2 separate regions of the Mus musculus genome follow, and region 2 is linked to region 1. A link is a contact called in public HiChIP or PLAC-seq data. All regions are on one chromosome and are shown on one strand. Each heading gives the region's core, a stretch centred on a gene start, on an enhancer-like site or on the middle of the called end of the contact. The rest is flanking DNA. Distances are from core to core; before and after follow the strand shown.

The links. HiChIP or PLAC-seq counts read pairs in DNA pulled down with a chosen protein or histone mark.
Region 2: a contact with region 1 is called in an HNF4G HiChIP or PLAC-seq map of pancreatic cancer cells. The contact joins the promoter of Amfr here to the promoter of Ciapin1 in region 1. A contact is called at or near these places in 1 of 39 promoter capture datasets (liver), 1 of 484 Hi-C or Micro-C datasets (embryonic stem cells) and 1 of 115 datasets of contacts at active chromatin or transcription factors (pancreatic cancer cells).

Annotation. Positions count from the first base shown.
Region 1 is chr8:94,834,699-94,841,443 of GRCm38.p6, reverse strand. Ciapin1 (cytokine induced apoptosis inhibitor 1) reads left to right here and starts at 3,104. Exons shown (of 9, transcript NM_134141.4): 1 at 3,104-3,192. It overlaps Coq9 (coenzyme Q9), which reads right to left and starts at 3,031. Exons shown (of 9, transcript NM_026452.3): 1 at 2,947-3,031. The coding sequence starts at 3,022. It also overlaps the pseudogene Gm7418.
Region 2 is chr8:94,010,100-94,016,844 of GRCm38.p6, reverse strand. Amfr (autocrine motility factor receptor) reads left to right here and starts at 4,205. Exons shown (of 14, transcript NM_011787.2): 1 at 4,205-4,626. The coding sequence starts at 4,384.

The DNA of each region.
Region 1 (6,745 bases), core at 1,855-4,354:
ACACTGTAGCTGTCTTCAGATTTACCAGAAGAGGGCATCAGATCCCATTACAGATGGTTGTGAGCCACCATGTGGTTGCTGGAAATTGAACTCAGGACTTCTAGAAGAGCACTCAGTGCTCTTAATCTTGGAACCATCTCTCCATTCCCCTTTCCCAACATCTTAACATCAACATCTGCAAACATGTAGACAAGTTGAAGGAGCTGTGAACATTTGCATATCCTTCTAGCTGCTGCACACTTATCATGTGCTCACTAACCACTTTACTCTCATACTTATTGCAGATCTCAGGAATCCTCAGCGCCAACATTTCAGCCCATGTAACAGTTTACTGTTCCTTTAGGGACTGTTTATATAAGATGAAATATACACATCTTAAACACAGTCCTGTTCGCAATGCAGACACATACACTTGTAGAACTCGAATCCTATGTAGGCAGACATGACCATCACCCAGAAAATCTCCCCCCCACCCCCAGCTTTCAGTCAGTCCTCATTCTTCTGATCTGAAACTCACACTCTGGGTGAGTTTTTGCTCGTCTTCAGATTTCTCTAAAGTTTCTTTTGTTTCATATATTTTACTTATTTATTTATTTGGTTATTTGGTTTTTCAAGACAGGTTTTTCTCTGTGTAGCTCTGGCTGTTCTGAAACTCACTCTGTAGATATGGTTGGCCTCGAACTCAGAGTTCTGCCTGCCTCTGCCTCCTGAATGCTGGGGTTAAAGGCTTTTTAAAGGCATGTCCCACCACTGTCTGGCTAAGTTTTAAAGATTTGTTCATGTGTATGAGTGTTTCACCTGCATGTATGTATGTGTACATGTCTGCCTGATGCCCACAAAGATGAGAAGAGGGGGCTAGGAACTGAACCCAGGGCAGCTGCAAAAACAGTGAGTGCTCTTAATGAGCCATTTCTCAAGCCCTGCTTAGTATACATTCTAGATTTATGTGTATGGGTGTTTTGCCTGTATGCATGTCTGTGCTACATATGCATGCTTTGTGTTCATGGAGGCTAGAGGGGCTGCTGGATCCATGTGTCTGGCAGGAACTAAAGTTGGGTCCTCTGGAAGAATAGCCAGTGCACTTAACAACTGAGCCATCTCTCCAGACCATTATTTAGCTTTTAATTATGTATATTGTGTCAATCTGTGTGGGGGTAGGAAGAAGGCATCAGATTCCCTGGTGCTGGAGTTAAGGTAGTTGTGAGCAGCCCAACGTGTGTGCCGGGAAGCCAACTTAGCATCCTCTGCAACAGCAGGATGCACTCTTAACTGCAGAGCCTCTCCCTCTCCTCCTAATTAGTGTATTTTACAAGAACAGTATAGGTAACTCATAGTCTGTGACAACAGTTAGAAATGTTTTGAATGTTTTATAAATCTCTGAAAAGCCATTTTCCTGGATCTGTCTCACTTTCTTTTGAGTGCCTGTCTTTTTTCCACAACCACTGTGCTCAAGCCTACATGAACATCTTTGTTAAACTTCATCTGCTTTAAACACAAACACACACACACAAATCAAAAGGCCAGCCCGTATTATTTTGAGACATAGACTTCCTATATAACTCAGGCTGAGGCAGGACTAACAAGTTTTTAAAAAAGAAAAAAGAAAAGGAATAAAAAAGAAAAGCATGATGACACACTCTTTTAAGAGCACTCAGGGGGCTGGTGAGATGGCTCAGGGGGTAAGAGCACCCGACTGCTCTTCCAAAGGTCCGAAGTTCAAATCCCAGCAACCACATGGTGGCTCACAACCACCTGTAACAGAGATCTGATGCCCTCTTCTGGTGCGTCTGAAGACAGCTACAGTGTACTTACATATAATAAATAAATAAACCAAAAAAAAAAAAAAAAAAAAAAGTAAACTCTGATTAAAAAAAAAAAAAAAAGAAAGAAAACACTCAGGAGGCAGGACCAGGCCAATCTCTCTAAGTTCCAGGTCAGTCTGGTCTATATTACAGTGAGTTCCAGGTCAGCCAGAAATATAGAGTGAGACTTTATCTCAAATACTTCAGAAAGGGGACGGTTACTTCGGAGATACCTGTTGTAAACTGCTTGCATAACATTGAAAAAAAGATGAATGTTTGGGCTTTAAGGGCCCACCTAATATAAAGTTGTCGGGAATACAGTTGAACTTTTTGTGGACACAATTTCATGGGTAAATACCCTATGACTGGATTTGTTGGCTCACATTGCATTATTTTTGTTAAACATATTTCGTCTGAAACTCTAGCTAAAAATGCCACAAAGGAAGTCATTGAAAATAATAAGGAAAGAAACACAGAACAGCATGCTTAACAACATCAGCATTTGCTATAGGCCCAGAAAATTTGAAGTGAGGAGCCCCCAAAGTATGGTTGCGAGATCTCTGCGGTTCATGGAGATTTTAGTTGCATATTTTTTGTCACTGTGTCAGTGCAGAAAGATTCTATATACGGACAGCGATTTTTGCTTTTCCACTTAATGACAATGTACAAAGTTTCTAAAAGTAAATGTCTACTATTACTGTGGAGATAAAAATACGGGGCATATGGCAGCAAATGACGAATGTCACCAGCTTAGTGACGTGGTGTGGCAATAACTGACTCTGTGGCTGTTCGGTCGGTTTCTCCAGCGAGGCTGGCACAGCGCCTACGGCGACGGAGAACGCTTTGGAACGGACGAGCTCTGTGACCTTGGGCACACCGAGCCCTCTCTGAAGCTCCATTACCTCTGGGGAACCGGGGTGACAGGACTGCCCCGCGGCTTTTGCCCCCTCACAGCTCAAAGTCCGGCGACTGAAACCCTTAAGTGGCTTTTTCCAGCTCGCGACTCCAGCGGCTCCACGCCGATGCCCTTTACCTTGCTAGCCCCGACCAGAGCCTCTATCATCCCACGCCAAGCCCAGATCCGCCCTGCGCCTTCTTCCCGTTTTTCCCCCTCGCGCCCCGGCTCGGCTGGCTGTCACCTCACCGGGCAGGCACCGCAGCTGCAGGAGCCTCCAGCCCAAGCGGCCGAGGACACCAGACACGGCTGCTGTCGCCGCCATCTTGGAAGTGGGCACGCACGCACGCTGAGGGCGGCGACGCGCCGGGCAGCGTCACGCGTCAGTGGGGCCGCGTCCGCTCACTAGGACTCAGGTGTTGTGCGGCGTCTTCTCGCGAGAGACCAGGACGAGAAGCCGGCGTCCGCGGAGCGGGTTTTCAGGCTACGAGGAAGGTGAGGACGCTCGGGGTCGCTCGAGCATCTGAGCGGGCTTAACGGCCCTCCTAGGGGCCACTCTGGTCTCCCGTGCTCTCGCTTCGGCTTCTGGCGCCGTCATTGTCACCCCTTGGGGAAGCCGGGGTGAGGGGCCGCGGCGGCCGGGGCCCTGCACGCGGCGTGCTGGACGCCGGGGCTCGTCCGCCGCCTTTTTCCGCGTGGAAACCCGGAGCTGGCATCGGGACCGTCAGTTTACTCCTAGCCATCGGTGGTGACCTTGAGTCTCCTCCAGGGCACTTGGCGGAAAGCACCAAAGGTGGGGAGAACCTGGAGCCACAGGTTGTCCATTCGAGCCCGGCATTTATGTCCTAGGATGCTTGTTTATAGAAGGAGCCACCCAGGCTTTTGTCCTGGAGAGTTGCCCCTGTGCCGGGGTGTGGTCCCTAGCGATCACTAGCCATTTGCAAGGTCGGGAGAAGTTCGCTTCTCGGTGCCTGAGTCCAAGCTGCGGGTCTTCAGAGTAGAGCGGACTGCCTCGCTTGCTCTACCAGGGAAGTCTTGATGTTTGCTAGAAGTAAACGGTGTATGTTTAGTGTCATGGTCATGGGGTGGGGGAACATGTATGTATAGGTGCATACGCATGTGTGTGGAGGCCAGAGGACAACTTGGTGTTTCATCAAACTGTGGCCACCTTCTTTGTGACAGGGCCTCTAGTTGGCCTGAAGCGTACCAGTTAAGGCTGGATAACAAACTTTGCCACACGAGCTTTTGAAATATATATACACACACATACATATATACTTATATGTATGTACACATATATGTGTATGTATATATATGTATGTGTATGCATGTATACACACATATATAAAGATTCTGTGTGTGTTGGGGAGGAGTGTCTGCTTCCACTTTGAGTTCTGAGGGTTAAACTCAGGTTGTCAGGCTTTGTAGCAAGCACCCCTAACCCACTGAATCATCTTGGTAGCCCACACCCAAGGTTTTCTATGTGGGTTCTGGGGCTCAAACTCCTTATGCTTGCAAAGCACAGCCTCGCCCTTCCCAGAGCCCTGATAATGAATGGCTTTTGAGAGAAGAGTTTCACCGAGGAGCGTAAACTGTCCTCAGAACTCCTTCACCAGTCTCCCGAGAGAGCTAGGGTTACACGAAGGCTCCGACATTCTTGGCTATTGGTTGGTGTTTGTTTCGCTTTGTGGTATTGAAGAGTGGACCCAGGTCATGCTAGGTTAAGCACATACCACTGAACTGTGACCCTATCCCTAATCAGCTGGACCTGCTACCACTGAGTCACCCCCAGCCTCTCTGCCACCTTAAATGGGACCCAAGCCTAAGATTATGGTTCTTAGGTGCCTTAAAGATAAATAAACCCACCTCCAGAAGTTACTCCCAGAGGAGAGGCACTGCTCTTACTGCCTGCTGGTAACTTAGCAGACCAGCCTCAAACTCCCAGAGATCTGCCTACCTTTGTCTGGAGAGTACTAGTATTAAAAGCAAATGCATATTCACCCGGTATTAACATTTTTAAAAAGCCATGGGTTGATGGTGTCAGTTGGAGGAGCGTCTAACAAACAAGGTCAGTTATGTGACAGTTATGTGACATTGACTTCTACTTCACCTCTTTAGTTGTGAAACAGCCCTGAGTCACAGCTCCTAAGTATGCTGGCTTAGGCACTGGAATTTTTTTTCTTTTTTAATTTTGTAATTATATTTAGGTACAGAAAATTTAGTGTACATTTAATCCAATTTAGTGGCGAGTTCTTTAGCTTTTGCTTTTTCCAGCTTGGCAATGCGAGCCACAGACTCAGGACCCAGGACGTTGCCTCCCCAGTGGCAACGGATCTCGTCATATCTGTCATTATAATTGGTCCTAATAGATTCCACCAACTTAGCCAGAGCACCCTTGTCTTCCGAGTTAACCTGTGTGAAGGCAACAGTGGTGCATGTCTTCCTATGGACCAGGTGCCCCAGTCTGGCCTTTCCCTTGATGATGCAGTAGGGCACCCCCATCTTTCGACACAGGGCAGGCAGGAAAACCACCAGCTCAATAGGGTCTGCGTCATGGGCAATCACCACCAGCTGAGCCTTCTTGTTCTCCACCAAGGTGGTGACTGTATTGACTCCTGCTCAGAGGACAGGAGGTCTCTTAGTTGGGACGTCGCCTTTGCCAGCAGCTTTCTTCTCAGAACGGGCCAGTAGCCTTTGCTTTTTCTCTTGCTTTGTCTCTGGCCTGTACTTGTGGGCAAGCTTAAGCAGCTGAGTAGCTGTCTGCCTGTCCAGTGCCTGGGTGAACTGGTTAATGGCTGGAGGGACTTTGAACCGCTTGTAGAGGATGGCTCTTGGCCACTGCAGCCTGATGTAGTGGGGCCATTTGACGAAGCACGTTAAATCTCTTTTGGGCTGGATGTCCTGTCCAATGCCGAAGATCTTGGGCCTCTTCTCGAACAGAGGGTTGACCACCTTCTTGGCCTCCTGCTTCTTGACGACGGCGGGCGCCGGGGCCACCTTCTTCCTCTTGGCCTTCTTCCCTTTGGGCATCTTGCTCGGCTGCTGGAGACGGAGTTTTTTCTTTTTCAATAATTTTGGGTTTGTTTTGGTTTGTTGTTGTTGTTTGTTTGTTTAAATATTTATTTATTATATGTAAGTACACTGTAGTTGTCTTCAGACACACCAGAAGAGGGCATCTGATCTTATTACAGATGGTTGTGAGCCTTTTTTTGTTTTTTGTTTGTTTGTTTGTTTTAAATAGATTAACAAAAGCAAACAAACAAAACAGATGAACATGGTTACACTTCTAGATCTTAAAAGAACATTGTCTACTAAGGAAGTGCTGACTAGAAACTGTAGGTGTGTGTGTTTTGATGGAGGGGGAAGTTTAAGGTTTAATCTACTCATGAGGTCCCTCTCATTATGGGACGCCGAATGTGTTGTTTAATAATTTCCTGACAACCCCACTGGTACAGGGATGTCAAAGGCAAGGCTCTCCGGTGAGGTCCAAAGGATGAAAGGGGAGCTTTGCATATTTTCCTTACAAGCATCATTATAGGAGGAAGAGGAAGGTGTTACCAAGGCTGTTGGAAACGAAGAGGTGGACCTGAGGCCTTTGATGAACATGATTCATTGACCAGCCTCTGTAGAGTGTGTTACAGGACTTACTGTCCCAGGGTTTCTTAGTCAGTCTTTTTTTTTATTTTTTTTATTTTGGTTTTTCGAGACAGGGTTTCTCTGTATAGCCCTGGCTGTCCTGGAACTCACCCTGTAGACCAGGCTGGCCTCCAACTCAGAAATCCGCCTGCCTCTGCCTCCCGAGTGCTGGGATTCTTAGTCAGTCTTAAGACTAGGAGACTAGTTGCTATTCCTGTTTATTGACAGGAAAAGAGAAGAGACTAAAGCTGACTTGCGGTAGTCCTATGCCTAAGGAAACAGTATTTTTTTTTCTTTTTGATTTATTTATTTATTATATGTAAGTACACTGTAGCTGTCTTCAGACACACCAGAAGAGGGAGTCAGATCTTGTTACAGATGGTGGTGAGCCACCATGTAGTTGCTGGGATTT
Region 2 (6,745 bases), core at 2,956-5,455, 830 kb after region 1:
ACTATCTCCCCTTTTGGAAAATTGAAAAAAAAAATCCCAACTGATGGGCGACAATTGGGATGTCTTTTTTTTTTTTTTTTTTAAGAGTAGGCAACACTAATTGGTGGAAGTACATGCAGGCTTTTAATCCCAGCATTTGGAAGGCAGAGACAGGTGGGTCTGTGAGTTAGAGGCCAGCTTGCAACCTGGTCTACAAAGGCTCAAGACAGCCACAGCTACACATAGAAACCCTGTCTCAAGACCTCCCCTCTGCCAAAAAGAATGTGTGGGTGTGATGCCTTCAGGTGCATCTGTGTACCCTGTGTGTACGGTGTCCATGGAGACCAGAAGAGAGTATCAGATCTCTTGGGACTGGAGTCAGACATGGCTGTGAGCTGCCAAGTGGGTGCTAGGCATCTAAATTCCTGTCCTCTGAAGAGCAGCCAGCAGTCTGTGCTCTTAAGGCTGAGCCTGGTCCATAAAATGTTAGTCTAGTGGCCATTATCTCTCAAGGGCACCTTACATGGTTCCTGCATGATGAGCTGTCCCAAGCTGTGGCTTTCATCAGCTCAGCTCTCCTCTTGGCTTATCCATTTAACTTGCTGTTCTGCAATCCAAGCTGGCTACACGTTTATGACAGTGACTTATTTTTGTGTTCTCAGCTCCCCAAACTTAAAAAGCTTTTACTGGTTTAGTGTTTGGGTTGCTGGCTGCTGGAGAGGATTTTCAGTTTTCTATGAAAGAAGCTTAGCTTTTGTAGTTTAAGATTAGATTTTCCAACACATTCCACTTGTTTTCTATCTCTTGCTTGGGTTAAACTGGACTCACTTGAGTTTGCCTCTGTTTAAATACAAGCTGTAATTCATCTGGAGCCATTAAATTCACTTTACTATTAACTCATATAACACACATGGCTATGAGGGGGGAAAAAAAACCCAACCAAATATATCAAGATTAAGCCAGTTAAGTGCACTTTGTATTCTAGTGAGGGATTAAGGCTAGAGCTAAGTTGGAAGAAATGCAGGCATTATACTGTTCCATTGAGAGAAGAGCAGCGTGTTGAGAAAGCAAAGCTTTGGCTAGGGATGCTGCTGTTCAGTGGGAAAGCGTTTGCCTAGGAAGGTTTGGGTTCAGTCCATGTGTCCTCCAAACAGAGAAGTTGGTAATTATGTTCATATATAGTATACAAGCACCATTTATAGTTGTGACTTTGAGAATTTGAACCTGGTTTGTTTATAGGAATGTATAAAGAAACTGGAGTTTTGGGTTATGTTTTTATATTTGTAAAGCAAAAGTTTGATCAAAATGATCATTGTTCTTTTTAAAAGTTTTATTTCACTGTTATTTCAATAAAAATATTTAAAACTGAATGACTAATTGTTTGGGATATTGGTGGAGGGTTGCTCAACTTCGTAGACCAGTAGTGATCCCACAAAGACAAGTTTCCTTGTCTGTGGTAAGGTCCATTGTGTAAGGGACCACTTTGGCATAGTGATGGTTTGGACTATCGATCAATGTTATCCATCTCCCCCCCCTCCCCCCTTGAGATAGGCTCTCTATGTTACTCTGTAGACAAGGCTGACCTTGAATTCAGAGGTCTGCCTGCCTCCATCTCCCAGATGCTTCGATTAAAGGTGTAAGCCACCATTGCCTAGCTCTCTCTTCCCTTTTTTTCTGTAGCATGTCCTTAGATTCACTTACCTGCAATTGATGGAGTCATTGGATTCAGAGCCTGAAGACTGGATACTTACAGTTGCAACACAGTTGTGTTAACTACCTGTTGTTCCTATCATTAAGGACTGTTTCTTCATCTGCAGGGTTACAAGTGGGAGCTACTTTGATCTGGCTTCTGGTTAAGACTTTAGAGGAGATGCTAGAGAGATGGCTCAGCAGTTAAGAGCTCTGGCTACTCAGAAGACCCAGGTTTAATTCTCAGCACCCACATGGCAACACACAATTGCCTGTGATTGCAGTTTCAGAGGATCTGAGACCTGGTAGGTAGGTGTGATACGCATACGTGTGATACACCAGGGTACATGTGATACACATTAGCTTGTGCAGGCACACACAAATTCACATAATCTTTAAAAGGACTGTAGAGTTTATCCTTCTTGCACTGGCCTGTGGCATGCTCCAAAGTCCTAGCTTCCTGGGAGATTGAGCCAAGCTGATTGTTTAAAGCCCAGGAGTTCAAGACTATCAAGACCCTGTCTTCAAAGTAAAGCTTCCAGTAGTGCAGCAGAGAGGAGAGGGAGGGAGGGAAGGAGGGAAGGAGGAGGAAAAGGGTTCGGGAAACAGAAGGTGTTTGCTTGGGTGTGGTGGTTCATGCCCTCCATTCTCTAACCCTAACAGGAGTTTCAGTAGGGGAATTGCCGAGAGCTGGAGGCCAGACTGGGTTAGACTGAGAACAAGCATCTCAAACAGGTCCTCGAAGGAAGGATGACATGCAGAGCACTTTCTTGAGGGTAAAGGAATAGAACAATGACTGTTCTCTTTCAAAACAGAAGCCATCCAAAATCTTTGGCCTTATCTTAAAGTGTAGCTGAGCTGGGTTAATTTCATCTGTTACAGATGCTGGATTTTCAGAGAGCCCACGCTTCTGAGATGAAAGAAGGCAGCTTTGTTATCATCAATATGAAAGGACAAGTTTGGTATCTAATACTGCTGGGTTGTAGCTTACATTGAGTGTGCATCACAAATGAATGGTTTAAAAATCATCGTGACTCAGATCTGACCTTGTAAAAATCTCTCTGGAAAATTACCACCCAAGTTTTTTTCAGAATAAAGATTTCCATTATTTGGACAATAGTGTTCCGGCTTGGTATTTTATTTTTACATTTAGTTATGTGTGGGGGAGACACAGATATGGAAGTCCGAGGACAACTTGGGGGAGTTATGAGAATCAAACTCCAGTTTGTAGCAAATGGTTCATCTCACAAGCCATGTTGCAAATGACTGGGAACGAACCAAAGGGAACTATATTGTACAAAGACTCATGATGAGATGTTTTTAAGAATTATAACAGTGGTTAATTTTCAGATTTAAAAGATCTATAGAAATATTTGGCATGAAAAAATACTACAAAGACAATTTCTCCACATTAGAAAATTTGGAAAATTCAAAGCTGTTTACAGAGCTACATTCTGGGATAGGCACTAACACATGGCTCGGGGATATAATAATTAAAAACTGTACCCTATGTTATCTTATGTAATTCACATAGATATAACCTGCTGTTTATAGTGTACAATTCAGTGACTTTGAGTGTATTCATAGTTGTATAACAGCAACTTTAGAAATTCTCACTTCAGGAAACTAGTACCCCAACCTGTCACTTCTTTAGCTGTCACCTCCAGTTCTTTCAAACTCCCCTTCTACTCTACATTGCATGCATTTGTCTTATCAGCGTGGTCACACAGAATTTAGATATCTGTGTGTGGCTTGATTCAGACATCGTCAACATTCTCTGATATTGTAGCATTATCTGTACTTTATTTTCAAACGCTATAATTCGAGGTTTGCCTCTCTGGTTTTTAGGAGTAGTGCTACTGTCAGCCTCAATGTAGGGACTTTGTGTGGGTGTCTGTTTTCATTTCTCTTGGATGTTTACTTAACAAGCAGTGTAACTGCCAGGACGAAGGTCACCCTTTGGTTTACCTTTTAGGAACAGGTATTTTCCAAGAAACTAAGCAGCATTTGACATTCTTACTTGTAGCTAAGAGGGAACAGATTTTTATTTCTGGTTAAATTGGTTCCTCCGTTTTAAAAATATTCTATCTCAAGGCTTCTCTTATTTCCTAAGCATCATGTCGCTTCTTTAGGACACCAAGGAAGCCTCTAGTCTACAGGGTGGTGGGATGGCGGGTTTACCAGCTTTGGCGGGGAGGAACAAGCGACAAGTGGCCAGGGGCAGGGGTCCCGCACCCTCACCCTGCCGCCTGACCACGCACACAGGCCTGCCGTCATTGCCTACGGGCCAGGCTCACCCCAGAGCCCGGCTCGGGTGCGCTCGTGGCTTCAGTGGGCCCAGGGTCGCCAAGGATGCTGCAGGGGGCCGGGACGCGGGGCCCCAGGCCGGGTCCTGTGCTCTCGGGGTTGCAGAGCGCCGGCTGTGGGCGGGGGACGAAGGCCGCGCCCCCGCGCCCGTCCCGCCCGCGTCCCGCTAGGGGCGGCGGCCCGCCCCGAGTCCGCCGAGGCTCTTCCGCGCCGGCAGGGGCAGCAGCGGGAGCGGCGCGGGGCGGAGCGGCGCGAGCAGCTAGGAGCGGCCCGGCTCGGCCCGGCGCAGCGGCGGCGGCAGCGGCAGCGGCAGCGACGCCAGAGCCCGTGGGCGCCTTTCGCAAGGCCGCCGCAGGCGCCTGGCCGCAGCGCGGGAAGCCTCGGGGGCCGGAGCCCGTCGCTGCCGCCATGCCGCTGCTCTTCCTCGAGCGCTTCCCGTGGCCCAGCCTCCGCACCTACACGGGCCTCAGCGGCCTGGCCTTGCTGGGCACCATCGTCAGCGCCTACCGCGCCCTCAGTCAGCCGGAGGACGGCTCGGGTGAGCCGGAGCCGCTAACGGCCCCACTGCAGCCCGAGGCGCGCCTGACCGCCGGCGGCCCCCGGGCCCGCGACGTGGCCCAGTACCTGCTGTCGGACAGCCTGTTCGTGTGGGTGAGCGAGGCTGCGGGCCGGGCGCGGGGGCGGGCGGCCGGGCGGGAGCCGCCATGTCACCCATTATCCGCAGGGGGGCGTGGCCGGGCCCTGACCCCGGCCTCCTCGGCCCGGGGACCGCGGCCCTCGCGTGGGGCTCGAGGCCCAGCGGCGCTGCGAGCGTGGCGGGCCGCGGAGAGAAGGTGTCGGGATGCCGGGGAGAACAGTCGAGGCAAGGGCGGTCGGACCCGCGGGCTCCAGGGCGGCGGGGTGCGGCGACCCGAGGCTGTGAGAAGCCGCGACACGTCCGGTTTAGCTCGGCGTTGTTGGGGGCGGCTCGCCGACGAAGAGAAGGCCGAAGTTAGGGGGACATTTTACTCTTCGCCAGACAACTTCGAAATGGTGCTATTTGTCAATGCGTTAGTCCCGATGGGCGCTATTTAACGAAGCAAACAGACCAGCTACGTCCTTTTATCTCACCCCCAACCACCCCCCGCGATGGTTTGTGACTGTTCCCTTTTTGACAGAAAGCAGCAAAACACTTTCGGGTCGGTGTGGCAGCCCCTCCTTTGAACGCGATTCCTCCGTTTAGCGATCCATTTTGAAACAAGGGTTCTAGTTTGTCTGCCGGTGCGAGATAAGCAATGTCCACATGCCACAAGTACTGGCTTCGTTTGTTACATCATTTTAGGCTGGGCAGATCTGAGAAAATTTTGCTCTCACCTTGCACTTGAGTGCCTCTTCTATGAACCCTCAGAAATAGGAAAAGTTGCTCCCGGATTTAAAAAATTGTCACTTGGATTTCCTGTGGCTTGGTGGGGATCGTATCTCCCCACACGGCGCCTAGAGAAGGCTGTAAATGACTGAGGGGTTAATGTTATAAGTTTGTAGAACTATAATGCAACTCATTTGTTGTAATTATTCCCACTGTGCTTCATCAGGAAGCAGCGGGATTTGTGAACTTCGTGGGCTGCAGATGACGCCTCCTGGTCCTTTGGTGCATAGTTTCATAGAAGGCAGTGAAGGGCAAAGTTCCCCTTTCTCTACTCCTAAGAAAAGATGAACTGTTCGTCTTTAGGGTAAACAACTTAGAATTATTATGTTGGGAGTGCTTTTGACAAGGGTGAAGACTATAGTGTATGTAGTCGTTGATACCTTGTTTTAAGCTGGAACCATTATTCTATTACTAGAACAGCCAATAGTATTGTTTAATGTTTTTTTTTCGTAAGTTTCTTCTTGCAAAACCCACGTTCAAATTCCAAGGTTAATAACATTTCATAAAACATTAATCTAAGGCCTTCCCTTTGGCGTTTCTGAGAATTGTCATTTTAAAGAATGTTCTTTTTCTTTGCACAGTCTTACCTCATATAGATTGATCATTCCTTCCCCTCCTTTGAATCCTTATTTCTCAGTTGAGCTTTATTCGGTTTTCTTGCATGTCCTCTGGAGTTTTGGCACTCATGGTGTCTGCCCAGATCTATCTTGTGTGTGCTGTGAGTTTTGTTTATCGTTTAGTACTTACTTTGCGCAGCTATGCCTCACACTCTTTAAAAACCTCCCCTGTTCCTGGCAGGTAACACTGAGTGTCAGTGTGGTGGGCCTTTGTCAAAATGGATGCTTCTTGAGCCTCACTCATAGGCCTTAGACATTAAGGGGGGGAACCCCTTCCCCGCCTAAGAACAAAACATTGTCTGCCAATGCCAAGCAAGATTAACAAGAACCTGTCCTTTGTCATTGCCAGTCGGAAGTCTTACTAGTTATTGTTTTGTCAGACTCTCTAGAACTTGTCTTTGTAGAACACATGCAGTAGTCTCTCAGGAGGTTTGATATTAGCACAGGCAGATGAAAACCTTTCTGAGGAAGACTCAGCTACCAACAGCACTTCCCCCCTACCCTCAAATGACTCATATGTAAATGAGGCTACTTACAATAGGTGACAATAGAACACATGTGAAGTCCTGTGGGGTTTCCAGGTAGGAGAAAGGCTTGCTGTGTGGGACTGACTACAGCTTCTCTGACTTAAAGGGAGTTGAGAGGTTGGAAGGAGACCAGAGGTAAGAGGAGGTGGCCCTGCTGAGAGACAGGTGACAAGCCTTTGAGGCTCCTTCTCTTCAGGTGTGGCACTGAGGCTCACTTGTGG